Regions from separate parts of the Bombyx mori genome. Here region 2 is linked to region 1. Evidence: chromatin contacts called from public Hi-C data. All regions are on one chromosome and are shown on one strand. The core of a region is the stretch at or near the end of the contact, and the rest is flanking DNA. Distances in the headings are between cores, read along the strand shown. Region 1 holds the start of LOC101735790. Region 2 holds the start of LOC101743225 (Golgi SNAP receptor complex member 1).

Evidence for each region. Hi-C and Micro-C count contacts between places; a contact is called where the count stands out from the background.
Region 2: a contact with region 1 is called in a Hi-C map of middle silk gland, with 2.1 times the contacts expected there. The contact joins the promoter of LOC101743225 here to the promoter of LOC101735790 in region 1. A contact is called at or near these places in 2 of 7 Hi-C or Micro-C datasets (middle silk gland and whole pupa).

Annotation. Positions count from the first base shown.
Region 1 is chr16:9,592,336-9,598,804 of ASM3026992v2, reverse strand. It overlaps LOC101735790, which reads right to left and starts at 3,417. Exons shown (of 6, transcript XM_038016316.2): 1 at 2,924-3,417. The coding sequence starts at 2,936. LOC101745714 (cell cycle checkpoint control protein RAD9A) reads left to right here and starts at 4,830. Exons shown (of 3, transcript XM_004926847.5): 1 at 4,830-5,204; 2 at 5,280-5,685; 3 at 5,758-6,469. The coding sequence starts at 5,171.
Region 2 is chr16:10,017,065-10,023,423 of ASM3026992v2, reverse strand. LOC101743225 (Golgi SNAP receptor complex member 1) reads left to right here and starts at 5,021. Exons shown (of 6, transcript XM_004926828.5): 1 at 5,021-5,233. The coding sequence starts at 5,206. It overlaps LOC101743077 (zinc finger protein 431), which reads right to left and starts at 2,421. Exons shown (of 15, transcript XM_004926827.5): 1 at 2,025-2,421. The coding sequence starts at 2,159.

The DNA of each region.
Region 1 (6,469 bases), core at 2,168-4,667:
AACATTATACCCTGCGAATAAAGATCTTTTTCTATACTTAGATATTATTATGTATTGTAATATAATAAAGCAGAAAATCACTTCATTTAATTAGGTAATAAATAATTATAACAAACAGAATTCTATTTAGGGTAATAGCATATAATATCTTCTTAGATTAATGACGCTACGAATAATTAGATAAGATTTGAAACAATTAAGATTACTCTATCATAATAATTAAAAAAAAATTCAATTCTGTCCATACAATCGAATATCGCTCAAAATCTACTTGAAAGATTTAAATAAAACTAGTAAATTTGTATTAGATTAGAATTGATGGGTAGGTACATATTTATATTCTATCTCTCGCGACGGTAACCATAAAACATTAACAATTTATGTTGTCTTATATTTCATGTGTTTCAAATCTTCTATTTTGTATTGAGTCACTTTGATACATTGTTTTATTACACGCTGTATCATATATGTCATAATTGCTGTGAAAAAAATTAAGAAGACGTCGTGGCCTAGAGGATATGACGCCCGGTGGATGTACGGTTTCATATCGCGCGATGCGACTATACATGTGTTCGAATTCTGCTGACAACTACTAATTTTACTAATGAATTACGTAAAGGATAAAGGTACACGAATGACACCAGTTTGGCTGTGAGTTCGTCCACTCATTTATGCAATGAGAAAACCGGTTATGGTAATACTAAGAAATGCTTATAAGATTTTTTTTTGTACCTTACCTAAGCTGATAGCCTTGAGAGGCTATTTCAGCGTAACCTTAACTAGTAGGTGAGCTCACGGGCTCAAACCTGACGACGTTGCTAACACGAACCCTAGCAAGAACCGTGCTTCGCAGAATCTACCACCGGATCGGAAACGCGACCCACTGAGAAGATCCGGCGAGAAACTCAGTGGGCTGTGTCTTTGGGTTAATTTACTTGTCGAACCCTGACCGGTGCTTAAGGTATCTAAAAGCACCGATAGTGGATCGGGAGGATCCGAAATGCCGTGTTTTGAGCGACGTCGACTGCTTTCCATTCTATCCGCAGGATCGGGAATGCAGTTACCGGCGGCCACGATGAGAGGGTTCTCGTGTCGTGCCGCTTTATCGAAGTGGCGAATTGATGCCGACTGCAGATACTTACTGATGGACTTTAGGTCCAGGTCATCATGCATTATAAGATAACAAACACTGTACAAAGACACGATTTTAAATTTACGCACACGGTGTACCTTACATCGGGGTTTCTCTGGGATTCAATTACATCAACTATTATTCTATTATAAAAACGTGGCCTATATTTTTAGTTAAAAATTTTGTTAGCGCTATTTTAGGCACCGGGTTAAATGATTTTCGTGGTTGTGGATTCCGTAATGTGGAACGTAGAAGTCGTCGTGGCCTAACGGATAAGAAGTCCGGTGCACTCGTGTTGAGCGATGCACCGATGTTCGAATCTCAGGCGGGTACCAATTTTTCTAATGAGATACGTACTCAACAAATGTTCACGATTGACTTCCACGGTGAAGGAATAAGATGTTATTTTATTACACGATTTTCTATGATTTTTATTACACGATGGTGTAATAAAAATCAAACCCGAAAAATTATAATTTGCGTAATTACTGGTGGTAGGACCTCTTGTGAGTCCGCGCGGGTGGGTACCACCGCCCTGCCTATTTCTGCCGTGAAGCAGTAATGCGTTTCGGTTTGAAGGGTGGGGCAGCCGTTGTAACTATACTGAGACCTTAGAACTTATATCTCAAGGTGGGTGGCGCATTTACATTGTGGATGTCTATGGGCTCCAGTAACCACTTAACACCAGGTGAGCTGTGAGCTCGTCCACCCAACTCAGCAATAAAAAAAAATACTAGAACGCGAATCCTGTTGCCGTTGCTGTATTTTAAGGGCATCACTGAATTAACATCAGCAGAAATAGGCGGTACGGTGATCACTGCTCCTCTGCCGATCTATAGCACTAGCCGTCGAAAGCGACACGTTTATTTATTTCTAGTGTATAATGTACCATTTTAGTATGTATCAATAAATGAATAAAAAAATAACAATAGGCTTCAACGTTTTTTTACTTAGCATTTAATAAATAATACTGAAAAAAACACAAAAAATACTTAGTCATACCTTTTTGTTCTACTTATCGAAATGCGTTGTTTTTTTTTTCCTACCTAAGCTGATAGCCTTGAGAGGCTATTTCAGCGTAACCTTAACACACACCTGAGCTCACGGGGCTCAAACCTGACGACGTTGCTAACACGAACCCTAGTAAGAGCCGTGCTTCGCAGAATCTACCAGCGGATCGGAAACTCGACCCTTCGTCACAAGCGACGGGACGAGACCGATGACCGGTGCTTGAGGTACCGAAAAGCACCGTTATATTCTAATAATGTAAGATTATTAACTAATCTATTTAATGAACAGGTCGTCCAGAAATTAATAAAGGTAATACATATTTAATTTTAACACAAACTTTAGTTACTTGTATATTTGCGTTACAGAATCACGAATCGTTAATGTGGTAGCTAAACTTTAATTTTCCTTAGTAACTTCCACGAATGGAAGGAATCGAGCAATATAGGTAAATCGAACTTTTCAAATTTATAAAGCGTAAGTATGGTATCAAAAATTTATTATTCATTTACTGGTGATATTGGACAGAAAACTCGCCCGAATACCACAATCTTAATATTTACTCCCATGAAGTTATGAGGGTGGAATAGCCGCTTCGACCTCATGTCTCAAGATGGGCAGTGGCATTCGTGCGACGAATATGGTCTCCGTACCCACATAACATCAGGTGGCGCGCAAGTTGGCCAAAAATCTAAAGCAATATATTTTTTGATTATTTAAATTAATTTATAATTTCTATCTATTAAATATATTCAGCACAATGTTATTCGTTTATATACTTACGGCTTAATTTCATTGTTCGCACTTCACCTTACTGTACGAAAAAATGTTCTACAATATTTAATTCACTAAAATTAAAATTATTAGGAACTGAAAACGAGATAGGTTTTTTAGTTTCGTTACAAACTTTCTCCTCGGCATTTATTTTAATTAAATCCAGCTAAACAGTAAGACACAACATCACATAACAGTGCATTCACGCACATAGATTATACACTTAATATCACGCACAAAACAAGTTCATTAATAACATAAATTCTCTTAGTAGTCTGTGGAGCGTTTATTTTATTCAGCTTAGTAGATCACCGAGTAGGGCCACGAATAACGGTCTGTTGTAAGTCGTCAGGTGCACATACTTCAAACTGTTCTATATTCAGTATTACCATCCACATACCTACTGTCAAAAATAAATAACGGAACTGTTCATTTCGAGACATCGATCGATATCAATAGTCGATTGAATTGGGCGCAACATTGTTCATTCATCAAATTAGTTAGTCGAGATGTTATTGAATAGACTATTTCAAGTCAAATAGTGGTTCCACGAGTAGTGTGTATACAATCATTTCAACTACCATAATGACTCAGTTTTCTAAATATCTTTTGTTTCATACAATAAATACTTGCAGTACTGCGATAAGATTGAGCGAGTACTCACTTAGCGATAACTAACTGTAATTATGATTCGAAAGTCCTGCCTATTGCTATTGTGACCAGATAAATATTAAAAAACCCTCTTTTAAAATAATTTATATATACATGCATACCGTAATTTCACAATAGATTTTATATGATTATCATTCACCCTAATACACAATAAAAAAGAGGATGGTTTGTTTATTTCTACTTTGTATCTGTTGTTTAATATAACCATAGGGTAGTATAAAATAGGTAATTTATTATTAAACAATAATAAATAAATTAACATTTTCTCTTCCTCTTTATTGATTTTGTTACAATGGTACTAAATAAAAAAATGTGTGCGTGTACTAGTGTACACACGTAAGAAGTGAAACTTGTTTATGGCCTTATTTTTCGAAAAATGATCTACATGCAACTTTCTAGAAATTGGTTAAATAAAGTTAAATTAGATAAAGTTTAAACAAAAGGATTTTATTATCATAGACAATAGACATGAATACAAATAATACAATTATTTCACTTTACCTTTTTGCTACTAAGATTATTACAGCATTTTAATAATACATCTCTTTGATATCATAATACCCTGGTACTTTTCTTCCTATAAATTAATAATAATAGCACGGTCCACGTGGTGTTAAATGGGGTTCCTGAGGTTCGTGAAGTTTGACCCACCTTGAGACATGAGGTCGATTTCTCAAATCCGAAACCATGCTTCAGAACATACCGCCGTTAATTATTAATAAATCTCTTTGCTATCATAATACCCTGGTACTTTTCTTCCTATTATTTTACGTAATAACAGTAATAAATAGCACGGTCCACGTGATATTATTAAGTGGGCTCCCTGAGATTATTGGAATTACAAAATGATTTCCGTAATCCACCTGGAGACATGAGGTCAATTTCTCAAATCGGAATCCATACTTCAGAACATACAGCCGTTAATTAATAAAGAAGGCTGTACGTCAGAGTAAAGTTATAATAATACATCTCTTTGATATCATAATACCCTGGTACTTTTCTTCCTATTATTTTACGTAATAACAATAATAGCACGGTCCACGTGATATTAAGTGGGTTACCTGGGATTATTGCAATTACAAAATGTATTCCGTGACCCACCTTGAGACATGAGGTCGGTTTCTCAAATGCGCATCTATACTTCAGAACATACAGCCGTTAATTAAAAGATGGCGCGTAACGGAAAAAAGTGACGCGTAACCGAAAAACGTGACGGTAAATTTTTTTCCAACGCCGATAAGGAAGTTTCACTTCAAAAATATTTCTGTATAGTCAAACCATCAATAGTCAATCTATCAATATGTAGAATAGTTTATAAATATTTACAGTACAATTTTTAAAATAATCATGTGGATTAATTTTCTTTGGATCATTTGGATCATTAAATTGTCGTCGCATCACGAGAACTGTCAAATATCTGTCACTCGTATCATCCTAATAATACCTGGTATCTCAGTAGGTCAGGATCAGGAAATTAGACAAAAAATTATAGTGAAAACATAGGTAATCCTTATATTGATGTTAAAGCCTAGAAATGAATTTAAAGTAGATTTTAGTTAACTTTCTGAGGAAGTCAACATAACAATGAAGTGTCACGTTCCGGGGCCTAATGTTAAAGGTAATATAAAGTGTGTGTTATCAATACTGAAATTATGCTGGCTCGGAAACGAATATAATTTTTATATAATTTTAGTTTTAGCAAGAACAGTACATACCTTAGCTCGATTTGGAGATGAATTATACCTGGAGTCATTACCCGACTGTATATTATTGAGAACATTGAATGCAGCCGAATCCGCATATGCGATGATTAAATTTAACAAAAACTTCTTTTCTTATTTTAATTACAATTATTACTCGACTGAAGATAACGAAGGTCTGAAATGCAAAATATCGATGAAGTCTGCTTTAAACGCCTTTAAATCTCCAGCTCACATTGATAAACAGGTAGAAAGTTTGGAAATGAAATTAGATCCAGAATCTTGCAAGTTAATATTTTGTTTGAAATGCAAGCATGGTATAGTTAAGACACATTTTGTATCAATATTAGACTGTAAAGCGATGCAGGCTGTGTACACTAAAGATACAGTACCAAACAGGTAAAAATTGTAACCAAAATAAAATATTAATTTATTTTTATCACTGTTAGATTGTAATGAAATATTTTTCAGAATTACTTCACCTCAAAGAATACTAAACGAAACACTGAACAGCTTCCAAACCTCTGACGACCAAGTGACATTAGAGGCCACAACTAAGTCACTGGTAATAAAAAATTATATTGATAGTAATATGGATCTGACAAAAATAATTCGAACACATGTAAGCTTAGATCCTGCTGAATTTGACAACTACATCATAGGAGAGGAAACCACTATAACATTTACATTAAAAGAGTTCAGAGCCCTACTTGCGTTTGCTGAAGCATTAAATTTGCCGTTGCAACTTCATTTTGAGACTACAGGTCGTCCAGCTGTATTCATAGTCCATAATGGAACTACTTTTGAAGCACATTTTGTGTTAGCAACATCTAAACCAGACAATGCAACACAAGCAACATCAACACAGAGCACTACCACAAAGGAAAGGAATAAAAGAAAAGATACATGTAATACTCAAGGCTCAGTAAAAAAGAAACGGCATATAGATGTTGAATTTTCTAAGTGCTTAGAAGAGGACTCTCATCTATTTAATTTTGTTGATATCCCTGATGATATAAATCTTAAAGCTAGTAATAATTTAGATAATGTTAAAGAACAAATAGACTTTGATAATGTTATTCCAGCATCTCCAACTTCAAGGACTAAGATAAAATCAGTATTTAAGAGATGTTTTGAAAGTACTTTTGATCCAAAAAGTATTCAAGGTGTCATTTTAGCTGAG
Region 2 (6,359 bases), core at 3,772-6,271, 420 kb before region 1:
AACTCCTGCTGGTAAAAATTAATATTTTACGGCTATTTGGTCTTAACAAATACAAGGACCGCGAGTTGTGATATAAAGTGAACGAGCGCGCGGCCCACCTGGGTTTAATACCACACGAGTTCAAGTCCAAGACAGAAAGTAGGGGTGGATTTCGCGGTCAACACTATATCCAGACACGCAGCTCTCCACAAGGACACCCGACCTACGGAGTCGTCTAGACGACAGTCGACGACTCTATATCAACCGTCACGGTACGACAACTCATCAAACCGCCCCAGACAATGCCGCTATTGTCCCGGATTATCCTCACTACTCACAAGCCGCCCTGCCACCAGTAATTACGTAAAAACCATTTTTTGCCGATTGAAAATTCCTCTATCGTTAAAGTCATTCGTGAACATGAGGTACGTTTAGGAAAATTGACACCTGCTTGCGGATTTCGAACACCGGCATAGTTTCATCGCTAGCTACAAGCACACGGAGCGTTTTATCATTTAGGCTGCGACTACTTACTCTACACTAATAGGTACCAACCCGAACTTATTTCTGCAATTGAGGATTTGTTCTTTAGCCTCATCGTAGGTCTCAGTATAGTTACAGCGGCTACCCCACCCTTCAAGCCGAAACGCATTACTGCTTCACGGCAGAAATAAGCGGGGTGATGGTCCCTACTCGTCCGGATTCACAAGAGGTCCCACCACCAGTAATTACGCAAATTATAATTTTGCGGGTATGATTTTCATTACACGATGTTATTCCTTCACCGTGGAAGTCAAACGTGAACTACTTCTATCTTCTTCTATCATTTCTTTGAGACACTTATCAGCATTCGCACTTTTAACATGAATAATTGGTTGGAAATTACGAATTTTATATGAATATGTTGTACAATTATTATTATTTTCGAGAAGATAGCCCAAAACCACGACCTTCATTTCTTTTATATTTGAGGGATTACTGTTGGCCCGGAGGCCTTTCTAGTCTCACCACGGCAGGTGGGCGAGCAAAGGCTCAGCCAGGAAGGGTGGCATTTGCTAACAGCTACCCGAGTGCCTCCAAAGGAGACCGAACAACTCAAGAGCAGCTGCTTCGCGAACGAATCTACTACCGGATTGGAATCGCGACCTGCTGTGAAGATCCGGCGAGAAACTCAGCGGGCTGATGTTTAGGTTAGATAGCACGTACGGTTATCGGGGTCCCTAAACCTGCTCTTAGTGTTAGAGCTAAAGTCGTCTAATGTAACGGTTATTGGATCTGATGGATCTGTAAGGACGTGTCTAGGACGTCGACGGTGACTGTGAGTTCTTAGGAGGCCAACTCAGTTTGTTTCACGAGAGTAAATCAATATTTAGGTACTTCATTCATTTTTTTATTTACTCTGGTGTAAATCAAACAAAACTAAACGTGACTTTAAAAAAAAGCTCTCCGTCTCTTAACCACGGAACCCTAATACAAATAATTTCTCATAAAAGCTTCGTGATATGCGTTTAAAGTCGCAACATAAAACCCCTCTCTTATCTTCATTCGTGCTATCTAGGCTATTATTTTTTAACAACTTGATATTTTGTCATGACCTTGAAATTTTTGCGTGTGTATGTACGACTCATTTTGATTGTGTCCCTATTTGTGATTGTATATCCAAGGGCATTTATATAGTTGGGAAAGTAGGTATGATAAATTAGTAGGTAAACAAACGCCAATATCCATTCTCAAACTAGAAGATAAAGGATGACAATATAGAAATTCTACTTTCTATTGATGTCACCAGCCCTCCACAAAATTCGAGTCTGTTATCTCATGCGTTTTGCGTATGGTGCGTACAATAGAAGAGGACAGAATCGTTTCGTCATTTCTAGAATGAAGCAGTTGCTTCAGGGTTTACGAAATTGTTCATCACGAATGACTTCTGAACAAAGATGACGCGATGTAAGGACGAATGGCGCGACAGAAACTATACGTCTGAAACACGAGTGCAAGTGAGACAGAAATGTTTTGATTTTCAAATTGAGTTATGTCTTCCTTACCTGAATTTTTGATATCCCCATCAACATTGTGGCGGTTAATTGCTCGAATAAAGGCCTCATATCCTTTTTTATCTGCAAACAAGCACGGCATATTTTTTCGAAATTTAAATTCTGTGTTTTATTGAACGTGGCCATTTTGGGCAGCAGTCAGCTTGAGCTGTTTTTGTCCTTGTTATACTACAACATTATTGATGTCATAATTTTAATGAAAATAGCCGTGGCGTTATTTCTATATCACAAAAAGCACTGAGTATTGAAAAATCTGCCCATTTTCAGTGAAAGCATGAACATTTTATGTTTAATTCACAACACAACACTGCACAGTTGCGAAACTGGATTACAAAGAAAGAAAGACAGCTACATTCAATATGGGTGGAATGATGAAACACTTGAGTGAGCAAGACAGAACTTGTGTTGATATTGAATATTAGTTAAGAAAAAGAGAGATAGACATAGACCCTGTTCGATCCGCTTAGAGAAAACAGAATCCTATTTTGCTGCACCTACGTGATCCTTATTCAGTTGAAACAAGGATGGGTATTCTTTGTATGAGCTTACAATATAAATTAGTAGTCGGAGTCGAAATAGTCATAAGATCTATTTTTGTTCGTAGGAACTACCTGAGTAACTTCTGTGATAGTACAACAAATCAAATTTTTATTTCATTTGTATCGTTTTAAGTTTACGTACAATTGTACGTAACTTAAATTTGAAAAATAAAATTATACCTAGTTTAACTCTAATTTCATTGAAAATCAGACTAAATCACCTAGCGTCTCACATCTCAATATTTGTTAGAAAAGGATAGTCATATTTAAGTTTATATTTAAATCGTATTCGAAAAGTTACATACATAGATAATTTCTAATAAATCAACAATACTGATTTAGTACATATTGTTTTTCGTTGTGTAGATTTTCTTATTTAAAATCCATATCTGTACACTCAATACTTAAAAGCACGAGTAGGTGCAACTCTACAAAACGCTCGGCTAATGCCAGTAATACATAATTACTCAGTAACTTGATTATTTCGGCTAACACCAATTAATTAGGACAACCTCCCTGAAACTATCTAACTCTTTCAATTAATGTCAGAAAAGTGAACAAAATCAATAGCTTATCTTTTATGATTTATGACGTAAATAGGCGAACATATCCACCTGGTAGTAAGTGGTTGGATATTAATAATACCAGGAAAGTAGCCAAGCACTGGCTACCGATAACGTCGTAATATTGACAAAACAAAAGCCAATCTCATGCTTTCTTTCTCTTGAAGAAATTATATACAAGCGTAAAGACGTGGGAAAATAAAGTTTTATAAAGAACCGCTTTCTGACATTTGAATCGAAAACGAATACCTATTATCACGAAAAAGTGTAAAATCACATTTTAATGTTTCCCGTCATACCAGATCGGTCATTGTTCTCGTCGAACCCGTCGCTTGTGACGAAGGGCTCAGTGAGTAAATTAACTGTACTGGTGGTAGGACCTCTTGTGAGTCCGCGCGGGTATAATGCGTTTCGGTTTGAAGGGTGGGGCAGCCGTTGTAACTATACTTGAGACCTTAGAACTTATATCTCAAGATGGGTGGCGCATTTACGTTGTGGATGTCTATGGGCCCCAGTAACCACTTAACATCAGGCGGGCTGTGAGCTCGTCCATCCATCATAGCAATAAAAAAAAATAAAAAACCCCATAGACACAGCCTACTAAGTTTCTCGCCGGATCTTCGCAGTGGGTCGCGTTTCCGATCCGGTAGTAGATTATGAGAAGCACTGCTCTTGCTAGAATTAGTGTTAGCAACGACGTCAGGTTTGAGCCCTGTTAGCTCACCTACTAGTTCAGTGAATCTAAAATAACCCCTTGAGATTAGGTACTAGAACAGGTAGAAAAAAAGTCAATGCCAGAGCCCTCTGTAATACGGATGGATGATTAGTAATTCGGTGCAATTACAAAAATACCTACTTAAACCCAGTTTTATAATACAATATAATGAGTATTATTTTCGCATTTTCATTTTCTTCATATTTTTAGCAATTTTAAATACTTGGACCCACTGAAAGAAATAGTGAAAGCTAGTTTTATCACAGCTATCTTTTTTGCGTTTCTTAAAAGTTAATAACAGTGGTTGTTATTTCCCATCACTAATCGAGATCAACTGCCACTTGCCAAAAGTCAAGATCTAATTCTTTTGGCAGTCAGACGATGAAGCCGTTCAATATTAGGTGTATTAACTATGAAGCAGTTTCCGCTCTTTTCTTTTACTTATTACTTTTGTAATAGTTTAATTATTCTGATTAGATACTAGAAGAAAAACAAAATTATAACTGTGATACTGTGAATTTTTATCAGTTATTTTCTCTGGAAATGCGATCTTGATGATTGCAGCTCTAATTTTGATGACAAGTGACATTGACTTGCAGTGATTATCTGTACGGCTCTGAACTGTAGTTGCCACCTTTTATGAAATTCGAGTATTCCTTAGTTTTTCATGTCAATTAAAGACTGACATTGGTAGTGTTTGAAACATTAAAATCACTAAGAGAAAATCATAGGTAAAAGGCTAACGGTTAGTCCTGCAAGTTAATGTCTAAAGATACTCGCCCAAGTTGGAATTAAAAAGTACGGTTGAAGTCGTCGTGGCGTAAATAAGACGTCCGGTGCATTCGTATTAAGCGATGCGGTGGTAAATTTAGCAAACATTACCACCACCTTGCCTATTTCTGCGGTGAAGCAATAACGCGTTTCGATTTGAGTGGTGGGGCAGCCGTTGCTTGTACTGTAAAAACTGACACTAGACCTCTTATTGCAAGGCGAGTGACGGCATTAACGGTGTAGATACTTTAATAACTGGGCGGGTTGTGAGCTCGCTCACTCATCTAACCAATCATAAAATACCGGGTGCTAGATAAATAGGAGTAAGTCACAAATATTTTTTAAAAGATTGAATTAAAATTCTTTCATTGGAATATATGGCAACACATTTTCAGCTAACTCATAAATTATACCATAGATATTATATGAAAGGTAGGTAGGTACATACCTAACTATATAAAAATACTGTCAAAAATACATTGGACTTCGAAAATTTGCAATTTTCTGTTGAAAATAAAAACAAGACTAAAGTTGTCGAAATAGAAGTGCAGCAGAATTCTAGAAGATAATTGACATTAGCAGCAATGTCTACTATAACTGCACCATGGGAAGGTAAGATTACATTATCTTGATCATTGAAACATTCACCGGTTAAGTTATGACGTTGCAAAGTTCTTTATTAAATGAACTAAATTTGAACGAACCCCTTATAAGTCAATTAACACAAAAACTACAATATTTATTAAAAATTAAACACATTGTAACATCTTCGTTTTATTCAACATTGAGTTGTCATGTTTGTTTATAAACAGTACATAATATTTTATTTAGATCGTTACCATCAGCTACTAAAGAACAAAAAAATCTTTAGTGCTCGCTAAGGTGGTCCTTTAACAATATATCAACTATCATCAGCACAATTTTATTGTTTTAATTTAAATAAAACGGAATGTATTAGCCAAAGTACATTACTAAAATACATAGTTTGTACTAAAAACAAGATGCCTCACAGAACAATGATTTTGAAGAAGTGGTCACATACAAATTACCTGTCACCATGAAAGAAGGTTGGAGATTAATTAGTTTAGAGATTAACAAGATAAATGTGTCATACAGGTCCCGTGCACTAAGAATATTAGTTAGCTATCGGATAATGTTAGACATTTAATTGTTTTATTCAATACTATAGTACCACTATAATGATAACCACACATATTGAAGTGATAGCTAAAATGTGATATTTGTGTTTTTCATCAATAAAATAAGTAATAAGAATAAATTATAGTCTTCATACTTGAATATGACTGTTAGTATTTAAGTTTGAGCTATTGTTAACCTTTTCCTGGTATTATTTTACCTTATGCCTATGGTGTCATTATTTATTAATAATAAATAATAATAAGTAACTTAATAATTTAGATATTCGGAAAATATTTAAAAATTATTATCAAAGGTAATATGATTGGTGTAATAGATCATACTTTAGTTGTCTATCTTTGTGATGATATAAAACACATCATTACATTATTTTGTAGATATTGAGCATATTGTATTATAAATTTTCATTTGTTTTTACAATTCAAAGAAATAATTAAAATAACATTTACGGTGTGGCGGGTAGCCATCATACAACGCAGGATATTTGACAGATGCCTGAATCTCGCTTACGACATTCTCAAGATAAACTTGCATATATACAAGTTCCGAACAACAAAATTCGTCGTCGTCGTCGTATATT